Regions from separate parts of the Danio rerio genome. Here region 1 is linked to region 2. Evidence: chromatin contacts called from public Hi-C data. All regions are on one chromosome and are shown on one strand. The core of a region is the stretch at or near the end of the contact, and the rest is flanking DNA. Distances in the headings are between cores, read along the strand shown. Region 1 holds the start of cbx8a (chromobox homolog 8a (Pc class homolog, Drosophila)). Region 2 holds the start of ndufb10 (NADH:ubiquinone oxidoreductase subunit B10).

The links. A called contact is a pair of places that touch in the nucleus more often than the background predicts.
Region 1: a contact with region 2 is called in a Hi-C map of an unstated tissue, with 2.4 times the contacts expected there. The contact joins the promoter of cbx8a here to the promoter of ndufb10 in region 2. A contact is called at or near these places in 1 of 18 Hi-C or Micro-C datasets (an unstated tissue) and 1 of 4 datasets of contacts at active chromatin or transcription factors (embryo).

The regions. Positions count from the first base shown.
Region 1 is chr3:17,344,776-17,350,950 of GRCz12tu, reverse strand. cbx8a (chromobox homolog 8a (Pc class homolog, Drosophila)) reads right to left here and starts at 1,572. Exons shown (of 5, transcript NM_205616.2): 1 at 1,453-1,572; 2 at 1,266-1,309; 3 at 799-864; 4 at 623-689; 5 at 1-482. The coding sequence starts at 1,521. cbx4 (chromobox homolog 4 (Pc class homolog, Drosophila)) reads right to left here. Exons shown (of 5, transcript NM_205749.1): 5 at 6,168-6,175.
Region 2 is chr3:17,187,568-17,194,578 of GRCz12tu, reverse strand. It overlaps ndufb10 (NADH:ubiquinone oxidoreductase subunit B10), which reads left to right and starts at 2,232. Exons shown (of 4, transcript NM_200730.1): 1 at 2,232-2,456; 2 at 3,563-3,701; 3 at 5,885-6,024. The coding sequence starts at 2,309. LOC141381170 (a long non-coding RNA gene) reads right to left here. Exons shown (of 2, transcript XR_012400910.1): 1 at 5,841-7,011; 2 at 3,828-5,746.

The DNA of each region.
Region 1 (6,175 bases), core at 323-2,822, 160 kb before region 2:
TGTGAAAATTTCACATCACTGGATCTGCTTCCCATTTGCTTCCCATCATGGGTGGTTTCTGCTTTGTATTTCTGGGTAAAATGCATGATATCACAGTTAGAGGTCTCTCCTGATCTCTCGGTTTTGGAAGGGCGGTAAGATAACGATTCATCTGCCTTTCTTTTAATGCCTTCAGAGGATGACCCTCCAGCTGGATGCATTTTTGGCTTTGGTCCTCGCTTTTTTGGTGAGTTGGCAAAATCAAGTGGGCACTGGATTGAAGTGCCATGTGTCAGGGTGTCTCTTTCAGAGTCTGGTGGACGCACACGAACACTTTCACCTCTGTTAATGGTGCTAGGTGGAAAGATTGTTGGCACAACTGTCCGCAGTCCCTCACGTGCTCTGGGTGTCACAACAGGTTCTGCTACTGGAAAAGACACACGTATATCTCTGGACATCTCTCGTCCAAACTCATAGGTTTTGCTTTTTGCTTTAGCTTTTGCCTGCAAAAAATTAAATGCATATTTTTAAAACTCAAGATATTTCACAAATTCAATGATAATTTAAATGCATTAAAGTGTGATGTATTTTATAATAATAAAAATATTTAAAAAATGTTCAGAGATAATAAAAAAAACGTCACCTTCATTAGAAACGTTTCTGGTTTAGGTCCTCTCTTTTTTGGCCCATACATCTCCCTCTCACGCTCCCTGCAATATGTAAAAAAATTATTATACACAGAAATGCTACTTTAAAGCACACAAATCAATTTCTTTATGTAGGCTACTGTAATTATATAAACAACGAAGTAATGTTTACCTTTCTTCAAAAGCAGCGAAAAGACGCTCATCCAGAATATTCTCCTCTGGCTCCCAGGTGCTGTATCTGCACCGATAATTGCATGTTAAATTATTCCAAAATCATAACGTTCAAAACTGATTACATATAGGTTTCTAGTATCATTTTTTTTTTCTTTTACCAATAACTTGCGTGCATCAATTGCATTTTTAAAAATGCAAACAAAATCAAACCCAAGCATAAATCATATGTACAGACACTTTCATTAAAAGCATATACAGTGTTTCCCATACAAGTCTAAATGATGTCAATTAATCATTTTTAAACGCTGTATGACTGTCTCCAATCACTGGCCTTGCCAGCCAACATTCACGAGAGCCCCGTTACACAGTCTGTGCTCCAGCCGTGCTAACACTGAGCGAGTCCGGGCAGCCTTAACCCGCTCCTTCCGTTACAACAACAGCCGCTATCGTGTCATTACCACTCACTTTTGAGACCAGCCTTTCCATTTGACCAGATACTCCATCCGCCCCTGAAAGCGAAAGCACAGAGAGACTCAAATTAGCAAGCTAACGCTGCTAAGCTAACATATCGCGTGGAAAATGTCATTTCGGCAAGCATAAACAAACATCCAGGCGGCTCTACTGCAGAGCTGAAGCCCCGACGAGCACTTACTCTCCTTATGCGCCGTTTAATGATGGATTCAGCGGCGAAGACCCGCTCCCCGACGGCAGAGAGCTCCATGTTTACTTCAACCTCGCAGCTATTTTTTCCCCTCTCAGCCTCTGCCTGAATAATCCTCGATAGCCCATAATACTCGATCCGAAGAGACGTCATCACGTTCTAAACTGTTACCATGGCACTGCGGGACGGCGGTACTGTGTGACTGGCGCTCCCGCTCTCAGAGGCGGAGACTAGAGGACGAGACGAGCTCGCAAAATGACATTTACGAATGTTTTGAAGGCAAACATGCCGTGTTTATTTCGTAAACTAATGTGCAGAGACCGCATTCGGGACGTTTCCTAAGTCCCCATGTCGCATGTGTATCTCAACACAAGGCGAAACGTCCAAATGCGGCTTGTTTATTCTGTTTAATTCTGCCAATAACCTAAATAACAGGTGTTGCGGGTCGATGTCATAATGAATTTTGTTTTGTTTATGTTTTTTATTTATATATAGATCTAAAATTCACGCTTGTTCTGGTTAAACGCCCACATGTGAATGAAACGCGCCATCTCGGATTCTGCGCCTCCATTTTCCCCGCCATGTCTCGCAATCCCTTAAATGGATATTTACTATAGGCATAGGCTACAAATAAAAATATAATACAATATGTATAAATACATAGAATACAAAGCCTATAAATCCACTTATGAACTCAATAATGCTTGGTCCTTTGTTCGGCTATTCGGGTTAGATAGGCTAATGTGCAATATTGTAAATACCATAAACGACTTCTTAAAAGATTTAGAGATTTTATCGATTATTTGAAAATCATCGTGCGTGCCTTTAGCCTAATTTAAATAATGACACGCAATACGTTTTAATCATTTCTTTCTTTCTTTCTGTCTTTCTTTCTTTCTTTCTTTCTTTCTATCTTTCTTTCTTTCTTTATAATAAAATCATTGCCTTTAAATAGCTACTATAAAATGACAAATTTCACTGTTTCCGACAAACAATTCTCTTGAGTCGTTTTCCGTTTTAGGTTAAGCCTATTTCGTGTTTCTTTTAAGTGTAAAATATTATATTAAATCTAAAGGCTATTTGGTACATTAGCCTAGGCTATATTTTACTCAAAAATATTTTTTTTTACTTTTCTCAATACTATTTTCATAAATTATGTAAAATTTGATGAATATGATTTAATCTTTTAAAAACCTGCTTTTATTTCAATCAGATTTTTTTTCACGATTTATTTATTGCAACTGATAATAATCTAAATTTAATGCCATTCATGTTTTCGTTTCGCCTATTATTTGTTTCGATTCGATTAATTAAATGCTATCGGGGAAAACATTTATAGGTTATAATAATAATAATAATAATAATAATAATAATAATAATTATTATTATTATTATTATTTTAATTATTATTATTGTTATATTATTATTATTGTTGTAGATTCAATATAATTAGGCTACTGTCATTACGAAAATAAATAACAAGCACAAATGTTTGTTTTATAAATAAATGCAAGCTTAAATTTGTGTCGGGTGAAAAAAGGTTACATTATGAAGCAACAAGACATCTCCAGTGCAGGCCAAATTATCGAAAGTAGCCTATTTGAATAAACTTGTTTTTATTTAGTTAATTGATAAATTAGGCAAAGTTAACACCTGATTTCTGTCCTTGTTATTGTTACAATTTCTCCTAGATCTAATCACATGCAATTAACCACAAATAAATCTGCGTTAATCGCTTGCAGTGAATTTGAAATGCATGAATAGCCGCTGATTATTTTTTAAAATCGATACATCTTACAAATTAAATATATTAGTCCTATATTAGTATATATTAGTACAAAATATTAGTAGCCTATATTAATGTATAGAAATGCGACTCGGCATTTCAAAAAATATTTATATTTAAACGAGGTTCTTTGAAATGTACTAAGTAGGCTAATATAGCCTAAATATTTAAATGTTTATAAAATATTTAAAATGCGTCGAGTAGACTTTATTTAAACAAAAATATACTATAGTATAATATAATAATGTATAGGCCTATAAAATAGTTTACTATAATGTAATCAATATAATATGCCTATAATTTAATATAATAATATAGCCTAATATAGCTAATATAATATAATAGTTTAATATAGGCATATATAATACGATATAAAATAATATAATATAATATGATATAAAATAAAATAAAATAATATAATATAATATGATATAATATAATATAATATAATATAACTGTGCAATTTGTAAAACAGAACTTACAGGCGACATCTTGTTGAAACAGAATATTAAGGCAAGTCACGATGATGACATCTCTTACAAGGACGTTATTATCTTCACATGAATAAGCGGCAGCCACCGTATTCCAGCAAATTTAAGAAAGTGAGTTCATTTAAAGAGATATTCACCCTAAACTGAAAATTAGCTCACTATTCTGACTTTGCTCCCTCAAGCGGCTTCATTTATTTATACTGTTGAACTCAACAGAAGATATTATGAAAAAAAGCTTAATATCAGCATTGACATCCAGTCTATGCAAGTGTTACATGTTTTCAACTTTCTTCAAAATAAATTTATTTATTATTTATTAAATTTTAAAAATAAAATTTTTAACTGAGAGAAACTAAAACAGATTTGAAACAAGTAGAGGATGAACATAGGCCATACATTATGGTATAATTTTTGCTTTTGGTGAGCTATTCCTTTATCTTCTGAATTCAGCTGACTCACCCACAAGAATGACCTAAAAAGGCCAACATTAATTGCTGTCTGTAAAATATAAATAATTTTCCATTTGGCTATTATTTAGGCTACTGCAGGGTATTAGGGCAGCAGGAAGATTCGTCGCTGTTTTCTGTTCAATAACAACGAAACAAGGACGTGCGTTGTGAATATGGCACTGCACATAGAAGGCATGCATTGCAAAATTTCACTACTAAAAACTCCTGAAATCTTACTAACTTAACTAAATAAAACTAAACGGACAAAAATTAAATCAGCAGATTGGTCAATTTAATTTTGTAACCCGAAACAGTGCTATTTTCTGTGAATGTGCGAGATTTTACATTCCTTGGCGGTAGTTAATTCTAAATAACTACAACATTTAGTTACGACTAAAAACTATTTCCGCTATAAATCACGTTTTTTCAAACAATAGTTCCAACACAATCTCAGGCCTATAATACATAGCATTTTGCAATTCAAAGGTGCATTAGCCTATAACGAGGTTTCCCAGCAAACAATTTTGTGTTTAATAGACGTGTAATAGACATCTAAACGCAGACAGCTTGGCTAAAACAAGGCAAAATTTGGGCTGTCAGTGGAAATCAAATAGACGTCTAAGAATAGGCCAAAACTAGATTATAGTCCTCAAACAGACAGATTAGACAGACATAGTCATTCATTTCGGTTTATTTGATGACTAGTCCAGTTTTGGCCTTTTCTTATATTATATTAGCCTTGTTTTAGCCAAGATGACTATGTTTAGACGTCTATTAGACATCTATCAGACATGTTTTAAAAACAAAAATGCTCAAGTAATAGCTAAGAGGGAGAAAGTAAGGATTACAATAAAACAAAACATCATTTATATTCAAGTCTCTTGATGCAAAAAATTCAATCAAGTTACATAGAATGATTGTAAAACAGGTTTTTGTTTTATTATTGAACAGAGAGTAATATTGAGAAGCATATTCAAACCGGCAATTCAAAGTATGCATAAAACATGACATTATGCATATAAACGGCCATAACCTTCATGGCATTATGTGTACATTACATCCTGTACATATTCTGCAGTACATCAGATTGACTGTAAACTGATTCCAGTTACATACAAAAATTGATAAGCTGTCCAATGTAAGCATCGATCTTACATTTACTTATAGTCACATATAACGGCTTGCATGTTGTGATGAGAATAAACAGCGGTTATGATTTATTTCTATAAAAAGAACCTGAATTAATTAACAAAAGAGATCCAGGAGATGATAAAGTGCAACCTTAACTTCTTACAGATAGGGGACGTCAAACAATCCAGTTGTTTATCTAGCATTGCACAGGCAGATCTCACAGGCCAACAGCATCTGGAAATCTAATCAAGTAAAATATTTCCGCAAAAACCAAATCTCTTACTCTAATATGCAAAAATACTTTTTAAAGGTACATTCATTCACATTATGAAGACACCTTTCCAACCAAGCAACTCAACAGTTATAGATCTCATATATGTACATCTTGACAATTCTTCAATTGGATAAAAAATTCAAAACGTGGTCCAAGATGAAGAAAGGTGTAAGTGCGCGCGTCAGTCCTCAATGAATTCTTCATTCCACCAGTGTGCTTTCTCCAATAGGATGATTTTTTTTAGGTAGCATTAAAATTGGAACCAATCCGAAGCTTTAGGAACTATATTACAGGGTTTTCTATTCCATTTCAACAGCAGCAAAATGCAAAACATGACATCTAATGGGACATTTACATGACAACAGCGTACTGAAACCGAAGGTTTATTTCCTTTGCCTTTTTTGAAAAGTATCACATATGAAAAGTAGTTTTTTTGTTATTAGTTGAAAATGTTGTCACAAACATAAATTTAATGTTGTCAAATATAAATATATATATATATATATATATATATATACAGTCCAGCCCAAAAGTATTAATAACCCTGAAATATTTTTACTCAAATATTTTTTTTCTACAATGA
Region 2 (7,011 bases), core at 983-3,482:
TTCTTTTTTTCTTTCAATTTTCTTTTCGGAAATTTATTGCCTCATATATTATATTATATATTGTTATAATTTTTATATTCATTTGTAGCACGGTGAAGATATATTTTGGGTCATTGTGTCTAGAAAAAATCGTCCAGTTTTTGTAACAACACAAATAAAAGTCATACATTTTCAAGAGAAAGCATGTTTATAGTTAAGACAATCAAAAAATAAAATAAAATGAATGGGAAAATGTTTATTAAACATTTCTTTTAAAATTGTAATTTATTTTATTTGCAGCCTAACATTTCTTATTGAACATATAGTAATGTACAACAACTTATCAGTACATATTTGCATTAAAAAAAAGAAACAGGTGCAAATAAAGAACAAATCACCTACATAAGTAATACGTTACTTAAAATAATTATAAGCAAAATACTACACACAAATCAAAATATTTAAAGGTGAAACCAATGTTTTGTGCTTTCTATAATGAAAACAAATAAGATAAGGTAAACAAAAAGTGCAATAAATCTTCTGTCTTTGATAAAAACGTCTAAATTACAGGAGAACCCCTAGTCTTTTTTATTTATTTATTTATTATATTTAGTTATGTGTACATTTATTTAAGCATAAAGATGTTGTTGATTAGAAGGCATTTTCCTTTTTCTTTTTATTAACTCAATGCCACAAGAACGAGAGGTATTACATTTCATATAGTTTCTGAAAGATATATATATATATATATATTATATATTATATAAATATAAACATTAAAGTAAAATAACATTTACATGAAATTAAATTTTTTCAGAGCATTACATGTTGTCAGTGCTTTTTTGTTTCGTAATTGTTTTAAAAGATTTACATATACTTTGAAGTCATTCAGAAAATGGGTAAAGTTGGGTTTACATTGAGCCCACTTTTTCTTATGTATATGGTATTTTCCTAACAGCATAAACAAATTAAAAATATATTGTCCTTTACAGTTCAAGTTCCATTATCAGAATAAAACATCAAACAACCCAATTTCTATCTTATACTTATTATTTTTTTAACAATTCCAAATCTTTCCAAAATATTCTTGAGTAAATACAATGAAAAAAAAAAGATACAAAATTGTTTCATTTTCTTGACCACAAAATTTACACATTAATGAAATATTAAGTTTCAATCTTTCAGGGAGGCATCTTCCTTACTGTCCATTACAAGTCCATAAATAATGTCATTCACATTAAAGATCTTGAGGTGTGGAATCTTTGGGTAAAGCCAGACATAAACATCTGACCATAATGCATCCACAAACATCCAATGAAAAAACAAATGATCTGTTGTTTCACTTGCAAACAAACAATTTCAAGCGCATGCATATAACAACTGACAGAATATGGAGGATGAATCCTATTGAGGACTACACTTGATTTTGATTTTATTAAATATAAAATAAAACAAGTGAATGTGTTAAATGAGAATTTGACATATTTTATGGCGTACTTCAGAAAATAAAGAGGATTTAATAGTCAAAAATTCTTTATTTTGGTTATATCTTTAAATAAATTGGTCTTACATTTTATCCTTGCAGACATAACCGACAAAACCACAAACCAACATATCAAACATTTGGTAGAGGTTGATATTTTAGAAATTATTGGATGTATTGAAAACAAATGCATTGAGCGTGTTAACTATAGCGACATTAGGAGTTAAGAAATGCAACATTAGCTTCTTGCTTGGACAGTTAAAGGGTTAACATTTAAATTACAATAATGAAATAAATTAGATAAATGATTTATAAGAATTAAATCAATACAAAATGACAAGTTTCTATTACATAACTTTCAAGTACAATGTTTAAACGAATTTCTGTGAATACATGAATGGCAGAATTAACAAGAAGCCTTGTAATGACACTAGCTGCTTAAATAAACAATTCAAATATTATATTTGACGTGTTGTGTTTCGCTGTGTTGAAGTTTTATATTTTCGAGGACTTGTTCGTGCCTCGATGAATTAAAAAACGATGACATCTATTGGCAGAAAACAAAACTGCGTGCATAACCTTTCACCTTCAACCTCTCTGTTTAGCAAAGAACGAAGAGATAAAATAGGCAATTTTATACATTTTATACAGTTTTAAAGAATTGTATGTGTTAAAGTTTTGTGAGCATAACATTTTTACAAAGTAATGTTCTCTCGGTTTATTAATCGCAGCTCGGTGACCTTACGCCATGTTGTGAGAAGCGCGCATGCGCACAGTGGAGGAGAGAGACAGACTGAGGTCGACTAAAGGGTTTTAGAAAATTCACCTTTAAATTAAAGGCTGAAAATGCCGCAGGATTACAATAAAGATGCGTATCCAGAGCCTCCCTCTCGGACTCCGATGGAGAATAAACAAACGGCGGTACCGAATCCCGCTGTGCTGATTACAAAGGTCTTCTACTACACGGTGGATCTGCCAGTGAGCACATTCAGAGGTGAAGTACTGCACACTAGCGTACTCGAGGCGGTGTTTACCTCTGCTTATTCGTCTGCTGTCATTTACAGTTGCCTTTGTGGTGTTAAAATCGCACATATAATAATAGACATGGATTTGTGTGTTTATATAGCGCAATGCATTGTGTAAGGTTTGTATTGGTGCTGGTAAATCTTCGATTTCTACTTATATCTACTGTAATCTAATTTCTTAAATACTGTTTAGATTAGCTGGTGCAGGTTCCTAATTGACCATATTTGGATAACTTACAGTACCAGTTATTACGATAAGAATAAAGATTGGTACACAGTAAACCTCTAATACTTCTCACAGGTTACTAAAACGCTTTAATTTCATAATTGAATAAAGACATCTTTATAAGCAGTTAATCATATCGATTTATAAATGTTCTAAACAGTATTATTGGTAGTTTTTAACCTTTCAGATTAAATAAATGTAAATAAAAGCACAATGCCAAGCTGATGGGTTTGATTCTCAGGAAAGTGACCAAAGTACAAACTGATTAAAATGAGTCTTTAGAGCATGGTATGTGTCGTCTTATAAAAATCTTCGGTCAAATGCATACTCTAAATGCCTACAGAAAGGAGAAACTGACATTTTATTTAGTTTGTGCAGCCTCTTTTAAAGTTACTGTTCATCTAAAAATGTAAATTTACTTATGTACTCACCATCAGGCCATACAAGATTCAATTATTTTAATCAGTAGAATAATTTTGCTATCTTGTATTTAATGAATCATAAAGAACCATAGTTTCAGTTTTCTTCAACTGAAGAAGAAAAATAACCTGCATCTTGAAAGTTACATTTCAGAATGTGTGGGTCTGTATTTGAAGATTTGGTCTTTTTCCTCATAAGTGGGGTTTTTTTTTAATAAAAGAAGTGCTTTTTAGTTTACCTTCATTAGCTTTATAGTTGTAATTACAGCCTTAAACAATTAAATTCCTAAATACTTTAAAAGGCTAACATAATACACATCGATATAATAACAAAACACCATTTTGTACTGGTATAATAAATCTAAATATCTTCTTGTCTTTTCTTGTGTTTCTTGATCTTTATTTTATTGTCTGATTCATGTTCTACCAGGCATCGTTGAGAGCTTTCGTGGGGATAAAAAGGCCTACTACTACCACCAGAAGTTTCGCCGTGTTCCTGAACTGACCCAATGCCAGCAGGGAGATTTTCTGTGCTATTATGAGGCTGAAATGCAATGGAGGAGAGACTAGTATGTCAAATTCCTTTTTACAAAAATATTGCAATTATATTGCATAGGGATGCTCATTTCGGTTAATTTCGCCAACCAACAACTGCTGCTCATTAACCGAATATTAACCGTTGACTAGTCAGATTAATATTAAATACTTATTTAAAAAAAATAAGTATGTTTATTGACAATATACATAACATTATGTAGAATGTAAGAATACAAAGAATATCAGGACTTTAAAAAAAAAATTAGCAAAAGACAAATAATAATAACAATAAAAAAAAATACAAATACAACCCACCCCGCCACCCCACAAATTTTGTCAAAACATTTCTCCTTTTGATGTTACGTAAAGACAGTTGAAATGGTTGATGGTAAAAATAAATAAAAGCAATAATGTCCAGAAATGATGCACAAATAAATTACATTTACATATATGATAAAACATTAAATTAAAACAATAACATAAAATAAGAGAAAGTAAGAACAACAACAACAACAAAAAAAGACTAGCAAAACTAATAATAATTATACGAAACAATCAATTATTAAGGTTAGAGAGGTAATGTGTCAATAAAAGATCCCCAAATATAATCCCTAATTTGATGCTATAAGTCGGTGGGTTTTTGTCTGACAGAATACAGTCTTTTCTCAGGAGTACTATAAGATACAAGCTTATTGATCCAGAGTTTTTTCTCAGGGCGGTTCTCAGATTTCCATTTTTGAAGTATACATTTCTTAGCTGCAGTGCTTGCTAGCAAAAAAAAATGATGATAATAAACAATTTTTTAATAAAAAAAATTGACCTGTTTATTTTTTGTCTGACAAGTTAAATATTGCATTTTAAAATACTGATTTATTTTAACGTGAACAACAGCATACAGAACAGAACTACAGGACAACTGTAAGCACCTGCAGCGCTTCCGACAGCATAGAAAAACAGAAAAAACTAAATAAAAAGAATAAAATAAATGGTCCTGCCCTAGATATTTTTGTTTTAAATGACAATTTTAAATTACAAAATGAAAACACTGACAGAATAATTTTTAAAAACCGGCATATTCTGTTTGTCCAATCATATGTTTTTTTGGCAAATAAAAATAGCAGGTTTCCTCAAATCGATCGCTCCACAGAAAATATGCATTCAATCAATGAAAACTCGGCTTTCATTTGATTGTAGAATGAAAAAGACGCGACTGACCTCAACCGCTTTTTCCGCTCAGAGTTTACTTTATTTTAACTGTGAGCACGCAGCGCACAACGACATAAACGCGAGGTGCGCAGGGCGCCACAAAACACTTGCGGCCGTCAGTAAACCATTCAAAAGATTTCCCTCTCAATCCAAAAAGTGTATTCGTTGTGATTGATCCGTTATGCAGCCAAACTTTAAAAATATATAAAATAATATATTTTTTAATCATTTAATTGATACCATTAATCGGTTACAAACGCACCCTTTCGGATAACGGTTAATCGATTATTATGAGCACCCCTAATGTTGCAAAATTAAGCCACTTCAAGTCAACATGAAATCAATGTTTTATTGATTAATTCATTTAAAAAATTGTCAGTTATCAGTCAATATTTCAGCAAATACTAGGCCGTAAACATAAGTAAATAGTGCTATTCCACCTAGCTTGCTTTACTGAGGTGAAAATGGTTTATATATTGTCATTGGTTCTTTTTTAAACAATGACAGTCTGTGACGCGCTTCATATACTGTTTACCATGCTCCTCTGAATATTCATTCTGCATGCCACCGACCAACCACTAAGCATACAGTAGTCCCTTCAGAACAAAGTGTGAGACCAGCAATTCTGGCATGCATGAAATATTTCACATTGCACAAGTTTTGCTTGCTAACTACATAACTGTAAACGTGCAGTTTTCTGTTCAGAATTGTAGTATTATAAAGTACTGTAAAGTTTACTAACTGGCGAATGACATGATCTAGATGGGTTGTCTGCTGTCAGGTGTGCTTGTTCATGATTTCAGGAGGCGTGGCTTTGGACTGTGTTTCGAAGATATTATGCTAACCGGTTAGCATTTTTGCAGATCACCCACTGCACCTTTAAATAGAAGCCATTTATTTAAACATCACAACAGGGTTGAGAAGACAGCATTTTATTTAATGAAAATGTATACGTTTAACTTTACCTGCCTGTATTTTTGCTCACTGTTTGTTGTCTTTTCTTCTGCAGTAAGGTGGATCAGGAGATTGTGAAGGTGATGCAGAATCGCCTGAAGGCCTGTCAGCAGCGTGAGGGTCACAGCTACGTGCAGAACTGCCAAAAGGAAATTAAGCAGTTTAAAGAAACATCCCTGGCCTTTCAGTCACGCTGTGAGTATTTAGTGCAGTATTGATGTGTTATTGGTGACCAAACAGAGCATCTGTTTCCTTTTCCTTCATCTTCTTCTTCTGCTATGTCTATGAAAGGGCTTGCAGGAAAGTTACAAAATTTGGCTAGTAAACTTGCCTAGCTTAAATTATTGAATCGGATTAGACCGTTAGCATCTTGCTGATAAAGGATTGATAATTTGAAATTTTTTTATTTCAAGCTTGTTCAAGTGTAGTTATATTGTATACTAAGATCGATAACAAATGATATTACGCAGCACTGTTACCTACCTGGGGACTATTTTTCTGGTGCTGTGTAATATTGTGCTTTCTGAGACATGGTACGTTGATAATTACCCTAGAATGAGAAAACAAATTTCCATCAGTCTTAGTACGTAATGTAACTACAGAAGGGTCAAGCTACAAATAGGACAATTATCGACACTCTTTTGAGCGAGATGCTAATGTTCTAATACGATTCAGTGATCTATGCTAAGCTAACAGTGCTCCCGCCAGACCCTGAAGTCAACTTACTGGATTTAAAAATGGTACAACTTAACTGTTTAACCCTAGGGCACTTGTAAAATGAGCTTATTTCTAAAAAAACAAACAAAAAAAACAAAAACAAAGTGGAGTGTTCCTTAACTGGGGCAGTTCTGAATTCTCTTTCTCAATCACTCTGTCTGCTACCTGTCCTTACTTTTTTATAGTTGTTTATCCTATCCTTATCCTAACCTTTGTACTGGAAAAGCTGGAAACAGAATCGGTTTTCTCTCTTATTCTATGAATCAGGACAATGTCATTCAACTCAATGACATTTTTCATTATGACAAGTTTTCTCTGACGTTCTGAATTAAAACACGCACAAATCTTCGAGACTATTGGTCCAATATTCACAAACAATGAACCCAATCTTCTTCAGAAAGTGGCTTTACTTAAAGTAGTTATTAGGGTTGTCTTGATATTGGAATTCGATACCAATCGGTACTG